2 separate regions of the Capra hircus genome follow, and region 2 is linked to region 1. Evidence: chromatin contacts called from public Hi-C data. All regions are on one chromosome and are shown on one strand. The core of a region is the stretch at or near the end of the contact, and the rest is flanking DNA. Distances in the headings are between cores, read along the strand shown. Region 1 overlaps FOXK1 (forkhead box protein K1). Region 2 holds the start of FOXK1 (forkhead box protein K1).

The links. Hi-C and Micro-C count contacts between places; a contact is called where the count stands out from the background.
Region 2: a contact with region 1 is called in a Hi-C map of blood, with 5 times the contacts expected there. The contact joins the promoter of FOXK1 here to the enhancer-like site in region 1. A contact is called at or near these places in 2 of 5 Hi-C or Micro-C datasets (both in blood).

What each region holds. Positions count from the first base shown.
Region 1 is chr25:40,075,724-40,080,622 of ARS1.2, reverse strand. All of the region lies in intron 2 of FOXK1 (forkhead box protein K1), which reads left to right. Among named protein-coding and RNA genes, the nearest start is that of AP5Z1, 21 kb to the right of the region's middle. Within about 2 kb of position 1,897, at least 3 of the 5 cell types and tissues checked have an H3K27ac peak or open chromatin away from gene starts, as enhancers often do.
Region 2 is chr25:40,112,034-40,116,683 of ARS1.2, reverse strand. FOXK1 (forkhead box protein K1) reads left to right here and starts at 2,519. Exons shown (of 9, transcript XM_018040701.1): 1 at 2,519-3,021. The coding sequence starts at 2,519.

The sequences.
Region 1 (4,899 bases), core at 648-3,147:
GCTGCCCCCCAGGAACACCAAGCGCCCTGTGCCTTCTTCCCCTTTTGTTGTAAAAATATGTTGGAAGACATGGATTTGAGGATCAAGATTTAATAAACTTTAAAGCAGTTTACTGCTTCGTTAAGGACATTTTAACACGAGATAGGCCCTGGAGGTGGAGAGGCAGACCGTGTCTCAGGGTCGACATGAAGCTAGTTTTGAGCTCATGTTCCCCCTGAAACGGTCTCAGGGACCCTGGGGGCCATGCTCTGACCGCGCTCCCCCAGCAGAGCTTGCGCTCGGCACCCCGCGCGTGTCATCAGTGACAGTCACTCTCTGGCTGACCAGCCCGGGCAGGGCCCTGGTTTTGCACCTTTAAAGGTTTACATTTGGAAGCTGAGGTCGGTTCATCTCGGCATGGTCGCTGGCCTCACACGTGCCCTGTGTTCTCCAACCCGGTGTCCATGACCAGCTGGGAGTCATTTGCATCGAGCTGTCTGGAGTCAGTTCCCTCCCGGGCCGGTGAGCAGGCGTGTTTCTCTTGCAGAGAGAGCTCAGGCATGCCTTCGCCACAGCCCTGAACTCAGGTCTGGGACCCCATTTCTGGTTCTGGCCACATCTCCAGTTGACGGGAGACCGGGGAGCAGGTCTCTGCAGCCTCCTTGGACCTTGTCTCCTCTGGCGATGAAGTGCACCCTCTAACACCGCAGTGGCCTGGGATGACAGGAGCAGTAAGTGAGTGGCCAGGCCTGCCGCTCGGCAGCTGCACCTGCGCTGTTTTATTTAGTCCTTAGGGATTTACAAGCGAGATTCTGTCCTAAGCTCTTTTCAGGTTTCCAGCAATAGCTCTGTTCTGAAACCCGAAATGTACATCACCTCCCTGCCCTTTCTGACATCGACCCTGAGAACAGCCTGAAGCATGAGGGCTCCGCTTGAGTTCACGAGGAAGCTATGCTGTGAAAATGCTCTTGCACTCGTACATTGATAAAAAAATTATGTGTCGTAGAACGAGGCAGCCACTTTGGGAAATAGTCTGGCAGTTCTCCAAAACATTAAAGGTTTACCTCAACTGCCCAGCAACGCACTGGGTCCTGGAGGTCTCCATGAAAACTCCTCTGGCGGGGTTCAGGGCAGCGATATTCATAGCCACCTCCAAAATGGAAACAACTCAGCCCCTGAGTGGAGGGAGATTGTGTTGCAGCCACAGCGTGAAGAATGAAAAGGAGCAAAGTGCTGGCACCTGGTGACCCCTGAAAACCTGATGCAGAGGAAAGGAACCGGTCCGCAGGAGAGCACTCGCTGGGTGGTTCCATTGACAGGCAATGTCCAGAGTAGGCACGGCCTTAGAGGAAGACAGTAGAGAGCAGTTGTCAGGGACTCGGGAGGTTTAAGGGAGTGACGGCTCCGTGTCCTGGTTTCTTCTTTCTGGGGTGATGACCATGTTGTGGATCGAGATGGTGGTCACGCCACTCCGGACACTAAAAGCCCCCGAGTTGTACGCTGGAAACAGGCGCACTGTGCGGCGTGCATAGCGCGGGAAGCTGGTAAGGAAGCCCTGCCCTGACACCTTCACCCTGCAGCACCTCCGGGCAGGGGCGGGGATGCCAGCCAGGCACGTGCCCCGTGCCTCCGCCGGGAGCCCACTGGCCTGTGCCAGGCCGAGCGCGTCGGCCCTCCAAGGCCCTTGCACGTCCGCCGAAACTAGCTCAGACTGGCATGGGACTGTGAATCAGCTGAGATTCCAGCCACATCGATGGCTTTTATGAGCAGAAAGTGTTTTGGTCTGTGCCTGGAGAGCTTCATAGAATAAATATAATTCCCAGTAACATTTTGAATAAAAGCAACGGTCAGCAGGTCGAGCTGGAGTAGCGACCTCGCGAGTGTGGAGGCCTGTGTGCCTGGGGGAGGCGGCGGCTCTGGATCCGGGCCAGGGTTAGGGTAGAAGGGGTTCCCGGAGCGAAACCGGGCCTGGCCCGGGGGCGGGGGCGGGGCTGCGAGGAGGGGCGGGGCTTGGGGAGGGGCTGGCCGCACGGGGTCTCCGGTGAGCGCACGGGGTGGAGCATCTTTGCGGGAAGGCGGTAGCTTTGAGACGGGCTCCCGCCCTCTTGGTATCTAAGTGTCACAGGGAAGGATTTCTGTTGACATCCGCTTGTCTCCGCGCCGCGGAGTCGACTGCACGCTGGAAACCTCAGGGGCCCTTGAGGTTTTGCTGCCCGGATCTCCCTGCTCCCGCCCCGGCGCAGGAGCAGGGCGGGGCCGGCGTGTTTACAAACAGCTGCCCCCTCTTTCCCAGCCCCTCCCTGCGCCCCAGGTCCCCGCGGATCGCCGGGGAGGTAGGCTGCGGCCCGGGCCGCGGGGGTCCCCGTAGGGCGCGCTCCCCGCCGTCCTCGTCTGCCGCGTCTGCGCCCGCAGCCGGGTCGATTGGCTAGCTGGGGCTCGGAGAGCTCGGTCTGGGCCGGCCCTCTCCGGAGCGGGTTTGGGGCGGGTCCTTTCCAGGACTAGGGGGCGGCTGGACCCGTCGGGGCTGCCCCGCCGCCCCGCCCCCTTCCCTGCTGGCTGAGCGGGGGCGGGGGCGGGGGCGGGTGTGTGCGGTTCTTTTCCTGCCCTGAAGTACTCCACCCAGAAAATGAATGAACTCTCTTTGAAACAAGTTCTGCTATCTTAAGCAGCGTTTTGTTGACTTTTTTTTTCTTTCCCCGTTTTGCACTGAACTGGTGTCTTTGAGAAAGAACCGACTGGTTAATCATTTTCTGAGTGTTACCAAAAAAGACTAATCCTTAGAGCTGCAGTTTAAAGAAACCTGCTGGAATTCAACCCGAGAAAGGGGGCAGCACAGACAGCAGTCTACTGGTGGCTCAGACAGTAAAGAATCCGCCTACAATAGGGGAGACCTGGGTTCAACCCCTGGGTCGGGAAGATCCCCTGGGGGAGAAAATGGCAACCCACTCCAGTATTCTTGCCTGGGGAATCCCAAGGACAGAGGAGCTTGGTGGGCTGCAGTCCATGGGGTCGCAAAGAGTCAGACACGACTGAACGTCTAAACAAAGACTTTAGAAGCTATTTCTTGAGAAAGGCCTTTCTTGATTTTTCTAATATAGAGATCACAAAACCAAAAGTAACCTGCTTTGTGGAATTCGTCCAAGGTTAGTGGAACCCTGTATGAAATAAACATTAAGCCACTGGCCTCGGTTCCTAAACCACTTGTCACCCTGCCCTAGCAGTCCATTCCGGCTTCACTGTGGCGGGAGAGTCAGTCCTCACTCTGCGAAGTTGTGTGTCTTCTGAGTTCAGATGGGGCGTGAGGACGGCTGTTGTGTTTCTGGCAGACTTTGGATCCTACCTGAGAGTGATTCACTCTGCTTTTCCTCGGTCCTCCTGATGACCCGGAGAGGAGGCTGCCTGTGCACCTGTGGCCCTCACTGCACCCCCCACACACAAACCCGCACCCACAAGGTCCCTTTTCTCATCTGGAAACTGGGGATATAAAAGTTGGTTCATCGGCACAGAAAGATGTGGCCTTCCGTGTTCTTTGTGGTTCTCTTCCTGCCTTTCCAGGAGTTGGGGCCAAGGGGCCTTTTGGCTGTAAATTGTTGAAAGGAAGTGGGCTAGGCTTGTGCTATAGTCCGGTCTCCAGGGGGACCCTGGGGCCCTGAAGATCCTGCCTTGTGTGTTCCTGGGTGTGCCTTCAGGGCAACGCCCGCCTGGCATCCTGCTGCTGAGGGCCCTTCCTTTCCAGATGACAGCTGTGGTTCAGGAAGCAGGCAGAGCGAGGGGGAGGAGCAGAGGGAGGCCTGGGGCCCCCTCCCCTCCCAGATCTGCCCCCTGCCTGCTTGGAGAGAGAGATGCTGGGAGGTCTGAGCTCAGGCCAGCTCTCCAGTCTTCTGAGACGACATGCATTTCAGACACCAGCTCCCTCTTCTGCAGTCACTTCCCAAGGTTTCACAGCACAGAGTTTCTCTTCGGGGGCACAGACCTGGTTAAGAGAGTGCTGAGAAACTGGCTTCCGTGAATTCTCTTTGCCTGTTCTTTGTTTTCCCCCTAGATTACAGAAATACTATGTGCGCACTACACAAAATAGAGATGTTTCAGAAAGTGAAATCCCTTCAGTGACACTCCTGGAGAGACGTCTGCAGGGGCCTCTACATGTGAATGAGTAGAGAGCTCGTCTGATGGCTGTCAGTACTTGTGACCCCGCTCCAGAAGGGCACTGTGGAGCCCAGAGGGCCCTGCAGCCTGTTTTTCCTCCTGTCCCTCTGTCTCAGCTGCTTTCCTTGTCACCGCATCACTCGTGGCTGCAAGGTAGACTGTTTTGACATGGCCTTGGTTTACCAGTTCCCCCACGAGAGCCATGCAGCTATTGCTAGTTTCTTAGTCTTGTGGACAGCTCAGCAGCCGGTCTGGTTTGAAGTCGCCTCTCTGAGTGAGTGAGTGAATGAAAGTCACTTAGTCGTGTCCAGTTCTTTGCAACCCCATGGACCATACAGTCCATCAACTTCTGCAGGCCAGAATACTGAAGTGGGTAGCCTTTCCCTTCTCCAGGGAATCTTCCCAACCCAGGGATTGAACCCAGGTCTCCTGCATTGCAGGCAGATTCTTTACCAGCTGAGCCATCAGGGAAGCCCGTCGCCTCTCTGAAACATCTATACAGCTCATACGGAGGCCATCAAACCCTGAGATTTGATTATTTTGTTTACAATACTCTCATTAGGGTCGTGAGCCACAGCATTTTAAGAACAGTGATTAAAAAAGAGCTGGCTCTGCTGTTCCTGCTGGGCCTGCAAGGAGGGCAGGGCGCCCAGTACACCCTTCACCCCGCAGGACCCGGCTCGGTGCTCCCCTGGCATCCGGCTCTTTGCAGATGAGGAAACCGAGGCTCCTCCTCGGAGGTTGTTCTTTCCAGCAAAACCATTGGGTGTCTGG
Region 2 (4,650 bases), core at 1,270-3,769, 35 kb before region 1:
GTCAGCCCTGTACGCTCCCGCCATTATCACGGACATGTTGCTGCTCTTCAGGAAAAGAATTGTCTAGGTCTGTCCGTCTGCGTGGAAGTCTTCACATTTAATGTTATTGGGCCTGAGGGGCCTGAAAACACGCGTCCCTCATATATCACAGACTTGTCCTTAAGAAGTGGGAAGTCGCCCCAGATGAGCCAGAGGAAAGAATTTGGGAGGCTGTATATAGAACTTTTTCTTGAAAAGTGGTAAAATACGTAAAATTTACCATCTTAACTAGTTTTTAAAATATTTTATTTGGCTGTGCCAGGTCTTAGTCGCGGCAAGAAGGATCTTTGTGGCGGCCCATGAGATCGAGTTCCCTGACCAGAGGTCAAACCCAGTGCCACCCACCCTACCCCAACCCCGAATTGGCCGCTGGGCCACCAGGGAAGTCCCTTAACTATTTTAGGTGCATAGTTCAGTAGAGTCCATTCACAGCGTTGTGCAGCCATCACCTCCAGAGCTTTTTCATCTTGCAGAACTGAAGCTCTGTCCCCACTGAACACTAACTCCCCATTCATTCCCTGTCCCCCGGCGACATGCCCACACGTCCCCCGCCTGTCTCTATGAACCTGACTCTGCCAGGGACCTCGCGCAGTGGACTTGGGCAGCGTCTGTCTCTTTGTGACCGTGATATTTCCCTTAGTGTCTTCGTCCCCAGGGTGCACCCGTGCGGTCACGTGCGTCAGAACTTCCCTTTGTTTTTAAGGCTGAATAATGTCCCATTGGACAGGTCGGCGGGCCTCTGGCTTCTTACGGCACTCCGAATACCGCTGCTGTGAAGGCGAGAGCATAAATGCCACCTCAGGACCCTGCTTTCGGTTCTTGTGGGCACAGACCCAACAGGGGAACTGCTGAATCAGATGCTCATCTGATTTCAGATGCTCATGTGCTTTCCGCCCCACTGTCTCCCAGAGGGGCCGCACCGTTTTCCATTCCCACCGCCAGCGTGCCTGTAAACATCTGTCTGAGATAAACGCCACTCGACGCCCTCGGTGTCTCTCCACCACCCCGATGCAGCCTCTCGCCTGGCCTCCTAGTTTCCTAACCGGCCTCCCACAGTCAGGGTGGCCCCTCTGCAACTCAGGCTTCACACAACAGCCAGTGATCCTATTTCGAATTTGTGGTCCTCGCGTTGCCCTTCTGCTCACCCCTCTCAGGGGTTCCCACTGCTCTGGGATCAGACCCAAGTTACCTGACTGGTCAGGTTCAGCTGATCTGGGCTCTTCCCTTTCCCAGCTACCTGTCAGTCCCTGGAAAGCACCCCTTTGCTTAGATCACGCTGTTCCTTGGCTGGAATGCCATCCCCAGCTCTCACCCCACCCCCCAGCAGCCTTGGATTTCAGCGTATCATGGCTCAGGGAAGGGTCCCGGATCCCAGGACCTTGTCCTGATTCCACGGACAAGTACCATCTCTTGTTGCAGCTTCTTGTAAAAACGTCTTTCTTGCCCCTAACCACAAGCACTAATTCTGTTTGTTCCTGTGTTTTCAATCACATGACGGTTGGGTTAAAACCTCCTGCAGCCCCAGACTGGACAGTGGGTAAGCAGACAGGCATCCCATCCTGGGGAGGAGGGAGGGGAGGGGGCTGGGCCCATCTTCCTACACATGTCACCTTGCAACAAGGCCTGACAGCTGTAATTTTGTATTTGTTAGAATGTTACTTGACTTCTGTCTGCATCTGCCACTACAGTGTAAGCTCTACCAGGAAGGGTCTGTTTTCTCCCCCCCTCAGTAATTATTAAATGATGACAGTGCGCAAACACTGCCGCCCTTTTTTAGAGGGCCCTGGCTGATTCAGGAACGGGCATGAAGCACTTCTGAAGGATGCCTGAAGTAGCCAGATCTGCCTTTTCACAGAAGACCCCGCTGCAGGCATCTGTCTCCCTGCCCCACCCCACCGGCCCCCCATTACGCTGTAACGGATGTAAGGACCTAGGCGCCTGGCCTGAGTCCTCAGTCACTCCTGTAGCTACTTGCTGAGTGAACGGATGACTCCAAATTGGAACACAGAGCATCAGGGGTCGCCAGCACCTTGAAGCAAACTCCAGTTTCAGCGCGAGACCCCTCACTCTTGGTGCTTAAGTAGGATCGCACTTTGGGGTGTCAGTTGGAGCCTCTAGAGCCCAGGAGGCCGCTGACGTCAGTGATCCCTTTCTGCAGCGAGTGACCCAGGATCGAAACTTTCCAGTGCGGCTTCTTCGGGGTGTGTGTGGGGGGGGGGGGTTCCCCTCCCGCGTCCCGGGGCCGGAGGAGGCGGCTCCCCACGGCCCGGCGCGGCGGCGGCGGCGGCCAGGGCGCCACCCCGGGGCGGGCGCGGCGGGCTAGGCGCTGCGCGCCGACACGTCCCCCTGGCGGCCCCGCGCGCGCCGCGCCCGCCGGCTCCGCTCCGAGCGCTCCGGGCCGGGATCCCGCGGCCGCCGCGCCCGGAGCCCCGCCCCGCGCGCCGCGCCGCCGCCGGAGGCCGCCCGGAGCTGCGCGAACATGGCCGAGGTCGGCGAGGACGGCGGGGCCCGCGCCCTGCTGGCGCTGCGCTCGGCGCCCTGCAGCCCGGTGCTGTGCGCCGCCGCCTTCCCGCCCGCCGCGCCCGCCGCCGCCCCGTCGCCGCCGCCGCCGCCCGCCCAGCCCCCGCCGCCCCCACCGCCGCCGCCGGGCGCGATCGCGGGGGGCGCGGGGGGCGCGGCGGGCGAGGCCCTGGTGGCCGCGGCCGCCGCCTCGGTGCGCCGGAGCCCCGGGCCCGCGCTGGCGCGCCTGGAGGGCCGCGAGTTCGAGTTCCTCATGCGGCAGCCCAGCGTCACCATCGGCCGCAACTCGTCGCAGGGCTCGGTGGACCTGAGCATGGGCCTGTCCAGCTTCATCTCGCGGCGCCACCTGCAGCTCAGCTTCCAGGAGCCGCACTTCTACCTGCGCTGCCTCGGCAAGAACGGCGTCTTCGTGGACGGGGCCTTTCAGCGGCGCGGCGCGCCAGCCCTGCAGCTGCCCAAGCAGTGAGTGCCGCGGCCCCCACCCCGGGGGCGGCCCTCCGACCCCTGACGGTCGCCCTTGCCCCTGGGCTTGGGGTCCCCGCCCCCCGCGCCCCATCCCCGCCCGGCGTTGGACAGGAGTCACCTTCTGACCCCTGCCTGCCTTGGGCCAGGGGCAGCCCCCACCCTCCATCCCGGGCCGGGCTTCAGGGGTGCCCTTGCCCTTCCTCCCAGCAGAGCGTGGTGTTGCCCCGTCTCCTCCCGATCTGGACACGGGGTCATTCTTGATGCCTGCCCTGCCGGCGCCCAGGGCGTTGAGGGTCGCCCTTGCCCTCCCCCACGACCTGGACACCAGGGACCCACTATCCCCGCCCCTTGTCTGGACCGCGGTTGCCCTCAAACGGACTGGCTGGAAGGGTTGCGCCAGGCGGTCTGCGGGGTCCCTGGGGTGGGGCGGGGGACCCCGGAAGGTCAGGCCCCTTCAGTAGTGGCCGGGTCTGAACTTGGGCCCGGAGGGGACAACAGGAGAGTGGGCTAGGGTGGGGACCGGAAGTATCCTCTCCTTGGTGTATCTGAGGACGCAGGTCAGGGGTCCCCATGACTCGGGGCATCCAGGGCACAGTTGGGGTTCCTGGGCAGGAGGGTACATCCCAGCGAGGAGGCAGGGCAAGGAGAAGGGGACCCTCCACGCTTGGGGGACAGGCGGCCGATGCCCCGTGGGACTTCAGCAACACCCTCGTGTTCCCTGGCCCTTCCGGTTCCCAGCCTGCCTGGCCGCCCTACCCGGGAGGTGCTTGGTTTCTCCCATCTGTGGGTCAGGAGAAACCCCGTGTAGGTAGCCATGCCGCGTGGGGCACTTTCTTTTTCTCTGTAGCAGTTGCTCCTCGCTCCTCACCACTGTTCTGTTCCTGCAGCGTGCCTGTGTTCCAGAGTTGTCTCTGACTAATTACTCTCGCTTTTATAAGCACCCTGGGTCCGCAGGATTTTTTGGTGGGGTGAGTCCCAGGGCCCAAAGCCTGTTTCTGTAACCTTCTCCCCTTTCTAAGATCTCGGCACGTTTGGTTGTTAAGTATTGTACTGAGTAATTTTTCAACATCAGCAAGGACTTACTGGTGTTTAGGGCCTGGGGAGTGTGGGGGGGTAGGAGGTAAAGGCGTAGACAAACTTTGTTTTCCAAACATGAACGGTTTGTGTTTCTGTAAAGCCAGGACTTGGTGAATAACAGAGTTGTCTTATCCAGTGGTTGCTGTCTCTCTGTTGTGTCTTTTCCACAACCTACACACTCCCCATCCAGGCCACTAACTGCTGCTGGGGCCAGCCCCTCCCCTGGTGAGAAAGTGACAGGTTAACAGCGCCTCTCCCCTCCCTGCCCTGTGGCCCTTGGAGGCCCAGTCTGCTAGCCTTCTTTGTATAAAGTCAGGTTCTGGAAGGGCGTCCTCCCAGCAGTCTTGTTTTCAGAGCTCCCTGCCCAGCCACTGAGTGGGTGCAGCCCTGGCGAGGCGAGGCTCACCGATTCGTGAATGCGCTAGTATTTTCTCTAAGTCAAGGGGAAGAAATTTCAGCCGGAGGAGTCCTCGGTTCACATGCTGAATCGGCGAGTCCCGAGCCCATTGTTTGTGAAACGTGACTGGTGATCACGCTGCCTCCCTGGCC